2 separate regions of the Xenopus laevis genome follow, and region 2 is linked to region 1. Evidence: chromatin contacts called from public Hi-C data. All regions are on one chromosome and are shown on one strand. Each heading gives the region's core, a stretch centred on a gene start, on an enhancer-like site or on the middle of the called end of the contact. The rest is flanking DNA. Distances are from core to core; before and after follow the strand shown.

The links. A called contact is a pair of places that touch in the nucleus more often than the background predicts.
Region 2: a Hi-C map of the XTC cell line shows a contact between it and region 1, with 5 times the contacts expected there. The contact joins the promoter of LOC108698789 here to the enhancer-like site in region 1. A contact is called at or near these places in 2 of 4 Hi-C or Micro-C datasets (the XL177 cell line and the XTC cell line).

The regions. Positions count from the first base shown.
Region 1 is chr8L:89,106,797-89,112,865 of Xenopus_laevis_v10.1, forward strand. No RefSeq gene overlaps it. Among protein-coding and RNA genes, the nearest start is that of cdc42bpb.L, 6.4 kb to the left of the region's middle. Within about 2 kb of position 2,770, at least 1 of the 7 cell types and tissues checked has an H3K27ac peak or open chromatin away from gene starts, as enhancers often do.
Region 2 is chr8L:89,257,019-89,262,701 of Xenopus_laevis_v10.1, forward strand. LOC108698789 (exocyst complex component 3-like protein 4) reads left to right here and starts at 2,479. Exons shown (of 11, transcript XM_041573081.1): 1 at 2,479-2,712; 2 at 3,994-4,386. The coding sequence starts at 4,005.

The DNA of each region.
Region 1 (6,069 bases), core at 1,520-4,019:
AATGGGACATATCATGTTAGGTAATGTCAGGTAAATAAGAACAGAGTTACACTTAGGCCTAATACTTGCATAATTATACGAACAGAAGGAATACTGGAAGTGTGGAGTCTTCCCCAGAGGGAGAAGAAATATGCCAAGGGCATTTCCCCCATCTGTTGAGCTAATGGCTGTGAAGTCAAAGATTGCTTGCATGCTTTGGGATTTCCAATAATTAATGGATGGGAGAGGGGCTGATGGATGTATAGAATCAAACTAATACATTATGGAAACTTTAAGATCAGATAATGTTTTTACATGAATAAAATTCATTACAATTGTAATTTATATTAATGTTTTAAACAAAACAAAGTGAGAAACATCTGAGCACTTTGCAGCAATGGGAATTATGAGAGCAGTTTCACTCATTTTCTGCACATGCAAAATAATCTTGGTGGTGATACAACCTTGTCACTATGCACACAAACAAATATCTTCCTTGTAATTAATTCTGTCAACTCTTAATTCCAGGTAAGTCAACTACATAATTGAATGCAAACTTAGTCAGTATAATCATGTTTAATGAGTCTGCAAATGTGTATTCTGGATGGTTGCGTTATACTAGAGTATAAAACGAAATGCTTTTAGAGATACAGACTGACATAGAAGGTTTCCCTTCATTTTAGGGTTTTAAATCACGTGTAAAAACATAACTCCTGATTAACCAAATCAAATTTGCTGTGTCATAAAATGTAAATCCCTATTATTAAATCTGAATTATAGGTGCAATTATGGCATAATTGACATCATAAATTAGGCTTGAGAAAGGGCCCTGTGAGGCCCAAAACATTGCCCTTTTTTTTGTCTACATGCACATGAGCTAATAAAACTACAACGTTGAAAGTGAACTACAACTAACAGTGTGCTGCAGTCATTGGACTTTGTATCGAATTTTCTTGACCCGTGGCAGGTTGGGTTAATTACTGCTGAGCACCTGGTCCTCAAGGATTTTGCACTAGGTTGAGCACTCTAATATTGTGTGATGTTACTGTGCAATAGCTGAATTTTCAGTGATATGGGTTGATAAATGACAAAGGCAAACAAACTACAAGAGTTGTGGTACGATTACCATTTTTATTGCAAATGACTACCAGCCAAACACGTTCCTCTATGTTTGCATGTATTAAAATGGTAGTTCCACTTTAAATGAACTTTTAGCATGATGTAGACTGCTATTCTGAGAATCTGCATTTGGTTTTATTTTTTATGTATTTTAATTATTAAACAGTTCAGCAGCACTTGTTCAGCTTCCTGTTTCTTGGATTCAATTTACCCTAACAACCACAAAGTGGCTTGAATGAAAGAGAACATGAACAGAAGGATGAATAATACAAAGTACAATGACAGTTGAACCCCCACAGTTCAGTGGTCTTTTGGCTGCCAGTCATACGGAAAGAAGCAGAAGAGGAAGGCAAGTTAACTTTAAGGTGAACTTCCCCTTAAAGTTAAAAATGTGAGTCCTTATGTTACTTTAGATTATAAGTACAAGCTAGGGCATTTTAATATGATGTTCATAGGACACTATGAGTTATAGTTTCTACAAATTTGGTTAACAAAGATGTCCTTTGAGATAATATGCTGTAGACAGTGAAATTCTGAGCCAATTTGCAATTTGTTTTCATTTGTTATAATCTGTAGTTTCTGAGTTATTTAGCAACTCTCAATTTCAGCAATCTGGTTGCTTTGGTCCGAATTACCCTAGCAACATGCATTGATTTGAATAAGAGACTGGAACATGAATAGATGAGGACCTGAACAGAAAGATGAGTAACCAAAGGTAGCAATATCAATACATTTGTAGCTTTACAGATAATAAATTGTTTAGATGGGGTCAGTGACCCCATTTGAAAGCTGGAAACAGTCAGAAGAAGTAGAATGCTAATAATAATAAAAATAAAGACCAAAACAACAGTTTCTTAGAACTGGCAATTCTACAACATACTAACAGTTAACTTAAAGGTGTTTATATTTGTTGTGCATCCACAAAAACCAAAGCAAAATAATAGAATTCAGATCCAAGAGGGGAAAAATAAACAAAAAAATACAGTATTGTGACCAGTGATCTACTGATAAACCAGCCAGGAAATCCTTCCTATTAGCTACAGCATAAGGAGAGTTCTAGGAAAAGGATGTTAGAGAATAAGTCCATGCGTTATTGGCGTTACTAGTGTGCTGTTAAGCTTTTGGCTCTATGTCCACTTACTGTATGAGTGCTGGCCAGATAGTCAGGGTCAGGCAGTCTGCAGCAGAAAAGCTGGCTTATTGCAGGCATTCCTGGCCAATGACTTTCAATTACGAATACAGAAAGACTATTGGTATTTAAATATAGGTGAGTCAATAGAAAATAGCATTCCTCTTACTGACTCATCTGCTCCAGCTCCTACATTTGCATTCTTTTTGGATTGATTTGTAAACAAGACAATTATCGTAAATGGTTACTCATCATATTCAAAGGTTTGTTCAGTCATTTCTCATTCATGCACATCTTGTCCTGAAATGCAGGTTGTAGGTCTTAGCTTCATTACAGGGAGACCAATTCATGCCACTGCATTAACTGATATTCTCAGTATGTGTCATGATAGGTCCCTCTGTGATGTAGAATTGGGTGTCATAATACTACAGTGATTTTGAAATAGTCTGCTAGGTCTAAAACAAATGTAACTCACAAATGTAACCCTAAAACAGACATTTAGAATCACATGCTGGAATCAGGGCAGTTCTCTGCTGAGATGTAGCTAGGGGGATTCCTTGTGTACTTGGGGCATTCATTTTTACCAAGGGTGTAAATAAGAGGGTACTAGAGTTGGTACAACTGAACCCGGAACCTTAAAAGGTAGGTGGGCAAAAAGGAACAGATCTGGACAGAGGAAGTTAAAGTGGAAAGCTTACTTTTACTGTATATAGCATCATTATTAATGTGTCCATTACATGGGAGTTTATTTAACCATCTAGCTAGCAAAGCACACTGGATTGCAAATACACTTTACCTCCTGCATACACTGATAGGAGTCATAAGATAACTAGATTTTACATTTAATGGTCCCTGCAGATTTTTGTTCTTCAGGATGACTTGTACTAGGGTTCCATGAACCTCTGGTTGGTCATTTTGGTTGAATATGACTGAACTGGCTTATATTACTATCTCTGTGTTACTGTGCAACTGTACTACTGCTTTGACTGCTGTGTGTATACAGGCCCGGATTTGTGAAAAGGCCACAAAGGCCAGGGCCTAGGGCAGCAAGATGTTAGGGACAGTAAGCAGACTGTCCCTAACATGAATATAAAGTATGTAACGTATATAAAGTCGATAGATTTTGGGGGTTTTGTAGATAACAAGTTGTCTTATTCTGGGCAGTGTCATTCTGTGGCTACTAAAGCAAATAAAGTTCTGTCTAACATAAAAAAGGGCATTAACTCAAGGGATGAAAACATAATTATGCCTCTTTATAGGTCCCTGGTGAGGCCTCATCTGGAGTATGCAGTGCAGTTTTGGACTCCAATCCTTAAGAGGGATATAAATGAGCTGGAGAGTGCAGAGATGTGCAACTAAATTGGTTAGACCGTTAGAGGGATGGAAGACTTAAATTATGAGGGTTGACTGTCAAGGTTGGGGTTGTTTTCTCTGCAAAAAAGGTGCTTGTGAGGGGACATGATTACACTTTACAAGTACATTAGAGGACATTATAGACAAATGGCAGGGGACCTTTTTACCCATAAAGTGGATCACCATACCAGAGGCCACCCCTTTAGACTAGAAGAAAAGAACTTTCATTTGAAGCAACGTAGGTGGTTCTTCACAGTCAGGACAGTGAGGTTGTGGAATGCACTGCTGGGTGATGTTGTGATGGCTGATTCAGTTAATGCCTTTAAGAATGGCTTGGATGATTTTTTGGACAGACATAATATCAAAGGCTATTGTGATACTAAATTCTATAGTTAGTATAGATATGAGTATATAGAATTTATGTGAAAGTAGGGAGGGGTGCGTGTATGAATGCTGGGTTTTCATTTGGAGGGGTTGAACTCGATGGACTTTGTCTTTTTTCAACCCGATTTAACTATGTAACAGTAAGGAAAACCCAGGCCACCCACAGTCCCCTTAAATCGTATAAAAACGTATCATCTAACAGCCAGAGAATAGTATATAATAATTACATTGCCTAAATGCACAGCCGCTCTTGTAAAAAATCACAAACTCCTTATCAGATCTGACAGACAGAATAATAGCGTATTGAATTCATCCAGCTGCACACAGTGCCATGACAACAGTGTGTGTAGACATGTGGTGATGTCACTACGAGCAGTGGATTGAACTTATAAATGAAGCATTGACAACTTTTAAGCAGAATATTGTTATTTTTTCCATCAACATGTATTAGGACTGTTCAGTTTTATAACTGGTAACATGTTTCCAAATCCCTTAGAGAAATTGGTGCCCCGGCCATTGTCCTTTAGTATACATATTTCTATATATTTATATATGCCATTAGTTACTCTTTCCATTTCCTATTACAATTTCATTTAAATAGTCTTTTTCCTGGCAGATGGAAATTGTTGTGGATATATTTGCTGAGGTATAATATCAGAGCTCTATATGCAGAAAAATCAGTGCAATGTGCTTATTTGTGAGTCCCAATTACTCAAGACCCACAGGATTACATCTTGCACTGAAACGCTTCACTGCTTCTTACCTTTCAGCATGGAGGTGTATAGATTGTTGTGTTACACAGCTGATGAGCAAAGTCTGGCCTAGGAGACACCCTTTAAAACATATTGCAGATAATATTTATTAAAAACAATATTTATAGCATATTAGTTGCGCTGCCACTTTTCAGTTTTCCACAGAACAGCACCACAGTTTGATGTGCTGTAGATAAAATTGCTTGAAATGGAATTATATTAGTACACACATTTGAATTTTGAATCTATTGTGCCCTCTTCTGGTCAATTGATAAATAACATGCTGCTCTGTGAATATAAGGTTGTGCTGTGATTTGCATATCTGTTAAATATTTAGGTCAAATGTTTAACAGATCTGCAATAAGATAGAGCTAGTGTTATAAATAAGCTTACAGATAAGGACCACTCCATTACACAGGACAGCTTAATTATCAAACATGCAAAATGCAACAGTGAAAATTAGCCATATTTTCTAACCTATAATGCAACATTTTTTACAAAATTTCCAATGTAATTGCCCTTGCCAAAAACTACCGACATTGTCCATAGGCTTCTGTGGAATTTGATATCCAAAAGCAGTCCTTATTTTGGCTGGTTTGGAATACCTTCCTGAAACCCTACAAAATGATAAATGTCAACATATACTGTAAAATCAGTTGAGACATATTGCATTTTCAGTAAATGTTCCTGGCTTTAAAGGTGACATATAGGGAAAATTTTGAGATTACGAGACTCTAGTTAGTTTATTAATATTTGCTTATAATAATAACAACAGTATAGGGCTTTTTTATAGCCTGAAAGTGCAGTTGCAGTCACACAAAAATTGACCCACTTTTTGTGCAAATTAATGCCATTCAGTAAAGGTGCTTGTGTCCAAAGTCCAAAACATGTGCAATAATTGCTCTTGGCCTGTCCAAAATGTATTTGTGGTCCAATGGCACAAAACAATTGCACAAAACTAATTTTGATTTCTGTGCTGTGATTTAAACACAACAGAAAGAATAACATTTCAGTGTAGGATTTGTTATTTAGTAAAATGAAAGAGCTGATGTGTGTAAATACTTTTAGGCACTGAATGTAAGTGTATACAGTATATTATGCAGTAGTTATGTGCAACCTATTCCAGTGGTTTACACTTGCCTTATGTCAGTACAGATAAGGAGGAAGCTCTTGGGTAGGCGTAGGGACCAGCTCATCCAAATGTGGAAAGTTTATAGCATACCCTTTTAGGATACAGAAATTCCTTCACACCGTCATTCTGGCTAAATTAAGTGATTGGGAATCATTTCTGTGCTTAATTAGACATTAAAAAGCTCAGATTTACCATCTGGCAGAACATATTTTTGTGGTTTA
Region 2 (5,683 bases), core at 1,229-3,728, 150 kb after region 1:
TAATAGAGGGTAGAAATAAAGTGTTTCAGGATGCAGAGAATGCATTACAGTGCTGCAGTGAGTTGCTGGTAATTTGTTTTGATCTTTCAGATAAACCCCACATAGTTAACAGCTCTCCTAAATTAGAAAGCATGATACTTCTAAAGTGGTATGGGGAAAGTCCCATAAGGATGCTGCCATGGAGATGAGTGGAAAATTCCTATCATATTTACTGTAATTATACCGTAATTTTCTTAGCCCCCTCCATGGCAGCACAGCATTCCCTCCCTCCTGGTTAGGGATGTCGCGGACTGTTCGCCCGCGAACTAATTAGCGCGAACATCGACCGTTCGCGTCCGCCGAATGTTCGCGAACGTCGCGCGACGTTCGCCAATTTGGGTTCGCCTTAGCTGGCGCTTATTTTTGCCCTCTCACCCCAGAGCAGCAGATACATGGCAGCCAATCAGGAAGCTCTCCCTCCTGGACCACCCCCACAACCCCTGGACCACTCCCCTTCCATATATAAACTGAAGCCCTGCAACGTTTTTTCATTCTGCCTGTGTGTGCTTGGAAGAGCTAGTGTAGGGAGAGAGCTGTTAGTGATTTGAGGGACAGTTGATAGTAACTTTGCTGGCTAGTAATCTACTTGATACTGCTCTGTATTGTAGGGACAGAACTCTGCAGGGATTTGAGGGACAGTGAGTTTAGGTTAGTTAGCTTTGCTGACTAGTAATCTACCTTCTCCTGCAGTGCTCTGTATGTAGCTGCTGTGGGCAGCTGTCCTGCTGCTGATCTCTCATCTGCTGACTGCTGTCTGTAACCCAATAGTCCTTGTAAGGACTGCTTTTATTTTCTTTTTTGTTTTTTTACTTTGCTACTATAAGAGCCCAGTGCTATTAGTCTAGCTGTGTTGGGGAGTGGGACTGGTGTGCTGCTCCTCCTAGTAGTTCACCACTACCAGCACCAACCAGAGTCAAAATTGTTACAAAGTATCTTATTTGCACCTGTTAGCTGTTCTGAGCTCTCTGCCAAAAGCTAATTAAGTTAGAAACTGTTTTTTTTCTGGCTGTTCAGTTCAGAGAAAAGAGGGACTTTCCAGTACAAAAGAGGGACAGGGGGTTGAGTGGTCAAAAGAGGGACAGTTGGGAGGTATGCAAGTGCCACCTAGCTGTGTGAGCTTTTTCACATTCTGTCTAAATAACAATAATAATTCTGTGTCCGTAAACATCACCTGAGTGATGTTTTTACAGCAGCAATAATATATTCCGTACCCACTACTGTATACGTTGCCCTTGCAGGCATTGTTTGCCCAGTCTTTAACCAAGTGCCACCTAGCTGTGTGAGCTTTTTCACATTCCGTGTCCAGAAACATCACCTGAGTGACGTAGTGTGATTTCTGCCCTTTACAGCACAAAACGCATCGCTGTGTCAACAATGTATTTTTCAGATACATTTTTGCCCTTGATCCCCCTCTGGCATGCCACTGTCCAGGTCGTTGCACCCTTTAAACAACTTTAAAATCATTTTTCTGGCCAGAAATGTCTTTTCTAGCTTTTAAAATTCGCCTTCCCATTGAAGTCTATGGGGTTCGCGACGTTCGCGACGTTCGCGAACCGTTCGCATTTTTGACGCAAGTTCGCGAATATGTTCGCGAACATTTTTTCCGCCGTTCGCTACATCCCTACTCCTGGTTAATTGACCATCTACATTGCTGGATACAAGACTAAAATTAGGGCATGGGATGTCTTAAATTAACTGGTGGTGTGAGAGATCCTTCCAGGGAATATGCCCATAAGTGTACTGCCATGGAGGATAGATGGGAAAAGAAAATGATAGTAAGTATGATATGAATTTTTAAAGTCATTGCAAGCATATTTCAACATTACTCTCTTGCCTCAGCACACAGGCTACTAAGCAACTAATTGTACTTCAGCTGAGAGGTTCCTGAAATGTAACCCTCTAAGCACTGTAGTACAGCAGAGAATATGAGAGCAGTCTGGGCAACATGTGCCATCATCATACAACTCTGCAGCTGGGCAGTATCTTAGGAAAGAATAGAATTTAATCTTCCTTGACACCAGTTGGTTCCAGATTTAAACTGAAAAAAAATGTTCCCTTGAACTGATCACATAAAAATTGAAAAATGTGATTATAAGGTCATCCCGGTAAAGTCATGTGCAATGTGACTTGTACATACAGTACCTTCCAACATTCCACTTTACATAGGAACACTAATAAAAAAAACATTTATAGCGGTCAGGATCAGGTATTCTGACTTATCATTAGGACAGTTAATGATTATATAGTACTGAACCTCTAACCACAGAACAGGCAGACAGTAAAAAGGTCCTGTTCAGCATGCTATGCCACATTTATAAACTATAGCTAACTAACTATGCCTGTAATCTGACAGCAGGTTAACATGCAGGTTTTACTGAGACTGGACAGGACAACAAATTGAAAATTGCTTACATTTTAGTAGCACAGTCAAAGTTCAATGTGAATTTCCCCTTTAAAAAGGGTTGGGCATTGTGAAATCTACGAGCAAAGGTGAATGCTAGAAAGTGAAATTGAAAGCAACAAACCTGTTTTAGCTGTGAAAAGAAGGGCAGAAATGCATATTCTTTAAAGAATACATAGACTGAAAATTGCCATAAGGCTCATATTATGAATCATTTTTTCATGACCTTGAACCTTCAGGATTGCCAGAATGATCATCTGAAGCACTGCAAGGTAAGAACACTCTCTGATCACATAACAAAGGTGTGAATGGGATTGTGCTGCACCCTCTTTCCATCGGTTTGTTGTTCTATTCAGGTTCCTTTATGATAATGAGGGAGCGATAGGGTGAGCAGCTTAATTTATTTATAAAAAAAGAATTGATTTTTGAAAATTGTACTTATTTGATTAAAATGAGAGATGGCCTTCCCGTAATTCAGAACTTTCTAGGTAGGTTTCTGGATAATGGATCCAATACTTGTAATTGATAAAACGCACAGATCTGCTTGGTGCTGGATCCTGTACATGCTACATGATAAAACGATAGCAGTTTGGGAGTGACAGATATATGAGCTGCAGCCATGTTTGATAAAAAGCAAAGGGAGTTTCCAGACTGTTCCCTGCTTATTTATTTGTTACTGAATTCCTTTTTGGCGTAGGAAGTTATTTACTTGAGTTTGTAAAGGGAATTTTAATTTGTTTAGAACTATTCAACCGAAATAGTAAAAATTGAAACAAAATGCCAATAACAGCACCACTATAAATCAGTATAAAATATCAGGAACAATAGTAGTTAGTGGAGAAAAAATATACTCACAGTTCACCCTAGTCCATGGGTGGTGCATTACATGTAACAACAGGCAAACAATGTGAGTTATTCTCCAAAAGTAAAGACCAAGATATAATTAAAAATTCAAGTAATTTAGGCTACGAGTAAGTGCCCCCAGTAGGCACGAAATGTGTCAGACCTTCATCTGTATTTCCTAATAAATGACTTGAATTTTTAATTGTATCTTGGTCTTTACTTTGGAGAATAATTCACAATTTTTTGGCTGTTAGAACTATTCAACCCCCTTAGCATAAATATAATCCAACCCAATGTCAGGATGGTCATAACGATCTGTCATAACTGATGTTTTACACAGCGTGACAAATAGACCTGCATAGTGTATAGTGGGCCATGAAGACAGCCAAATGATTGGACCAGCAAGCTGCAGCTCTTCTTCACTTGCACATAGTTAAGATCTGCAGGCCACTATACATTCACCAAAAATTACACAAAACTTTATTTTGTACGATTTTATTGGTGTGTGTATCACTAGACAGCACACTATGGTAGTTCTATTCAATAATGTCCCAGCAGTATTAAGTAGGCATATTGCTACCTCTGTACCCAATTATGATACAATAAACCCAATAAAACATGCTTTATTTCCATCATAGCAAGTTGTATTTGGGTGGCATTTCAGAGATCTCTGAATCTGCTTCATTCTTGTTTTTTGCTGCTTTTTACAGGGAACTCTTATATGTCAGAAATAGTTAATCAAAGCAAGAGACAAGCAATGGAGATACACAATCTTCCTACATCAAAAGGAGGATCTCCTGATCAGTCAGATGATGGCAGCCTCCAACAAAGTGATCAATGGGAAACGCCAAACAATAAAGGCATCCAGAAAAAATCCAGCTTTTTGGAAACAGTTGGAAGTATGAGAAAAAGTATAAGGAGGTCAAGGGGACAATCTGCAAGAGATGATAGCTCGCCAGAAAAGAAAGAGACTGCCAATGGTTCTAAAAGTATAAGCTTTAAAAAGAAAATTAATTTCCGAAAAACAAAGAAAAGTGACAATGAAAATGAAATCCCAGAAGAAAGTACAGAAAATGTCATCACAAGAAGAGAAATTCTTTCAGGTAAGAGTTTTTTTTTCCTAATTCCAGTAGTCCGTATATACCCTTGCGTCTTGGCCATTGTAGGCCAAGCCAATATGGACTTAGAAGACAATCTATGCTTAGAATTTCTTTTCCTAAAAACATTTAATGGGACTGCTTTGCACGAAGGTCTGGAGATCTCTGTCTGCCCCGTGCTTGCTCTGACGAGAAGTCATGTTTGGCATTCTTTCACACTGTAGTTCCAAGAGGGCTTTTTTTTAAGGGGGTCACAACATAAAATATCTGAAACACTGTAAGGGTTAAAAATTTTAGCAAGGCTTTGCTTTCCTTATAAGGAGTCCTATCCCTTCACAGTTTAACCTTTGACCTAGACATGTTCCTTACAACAACACCCAATAAAAAAACAGTATAACATATAAATATGTATTGGTCTCTTTAAGTGACAACAGGTGAATTGCATTTACAGTCACCTGCTGGTCATGTGCTTGTCAATATTTCCTGTAAATAATTAGCTCTGCTTCTCCTTGTATCTGTTATATATAAACTAACTACTGACACAGGAAGCACAAGTAGCATGTAAAAATCTATATTCAGAAAGAATTTGCTGAAGATATTGCCTGAACTAGAATTGTTTAGTATAGTACAACTCTACTGCACAACCCATACACAAAACAACTTTACATACATTTAGAGATGTTCCCTCTAAGTCCAGTATCTATGAATTAAATATTTATTTGCAACAGTACTGTTGTTTTGTCTGAGAATTTTTTTTTTTTACCATATAGGAGTGTAGCCCAGATAGCTGGATCCTATTTATCCAAACTACACATTGAAATCTCTGCATTATTAAAAAATAACAATTACAAAGCTTTTTGAATTATGTCATGAATCTGTATGTACTTTTTCACTGAGAGATGATTCTGGACCTATGGGGTTTTTGTAATAAATAAAAGGATTCTTTTTCAAACAGGGGCAAGGTACAAAAACCAAATGCACATCTGCACTCACTGGCTCACTTACTTACTTATCCTCAGGTTGGGCTCCAAATTCGTGTGCTCAACTGCCTACTCCTGTGTGTCACATACAGAGAGTGGCACAACTCTATGTTCTCAATTCTAGATACACAAACATTAGTGCATATAAATGCGGCTCACATCATCACATGTTCCGGGGGGGGGGTGACCAAAAGGTAAAGACTTGGTGCATTCCCCCACTCATTTGTAGTTAAGCCCTAACATGTCTTCAGATATAATAGCTGCTAGGTTTCAATGTATTGTGGAAAAAAGCCATCCTAAATAGTATTAGATTATTAGTACTG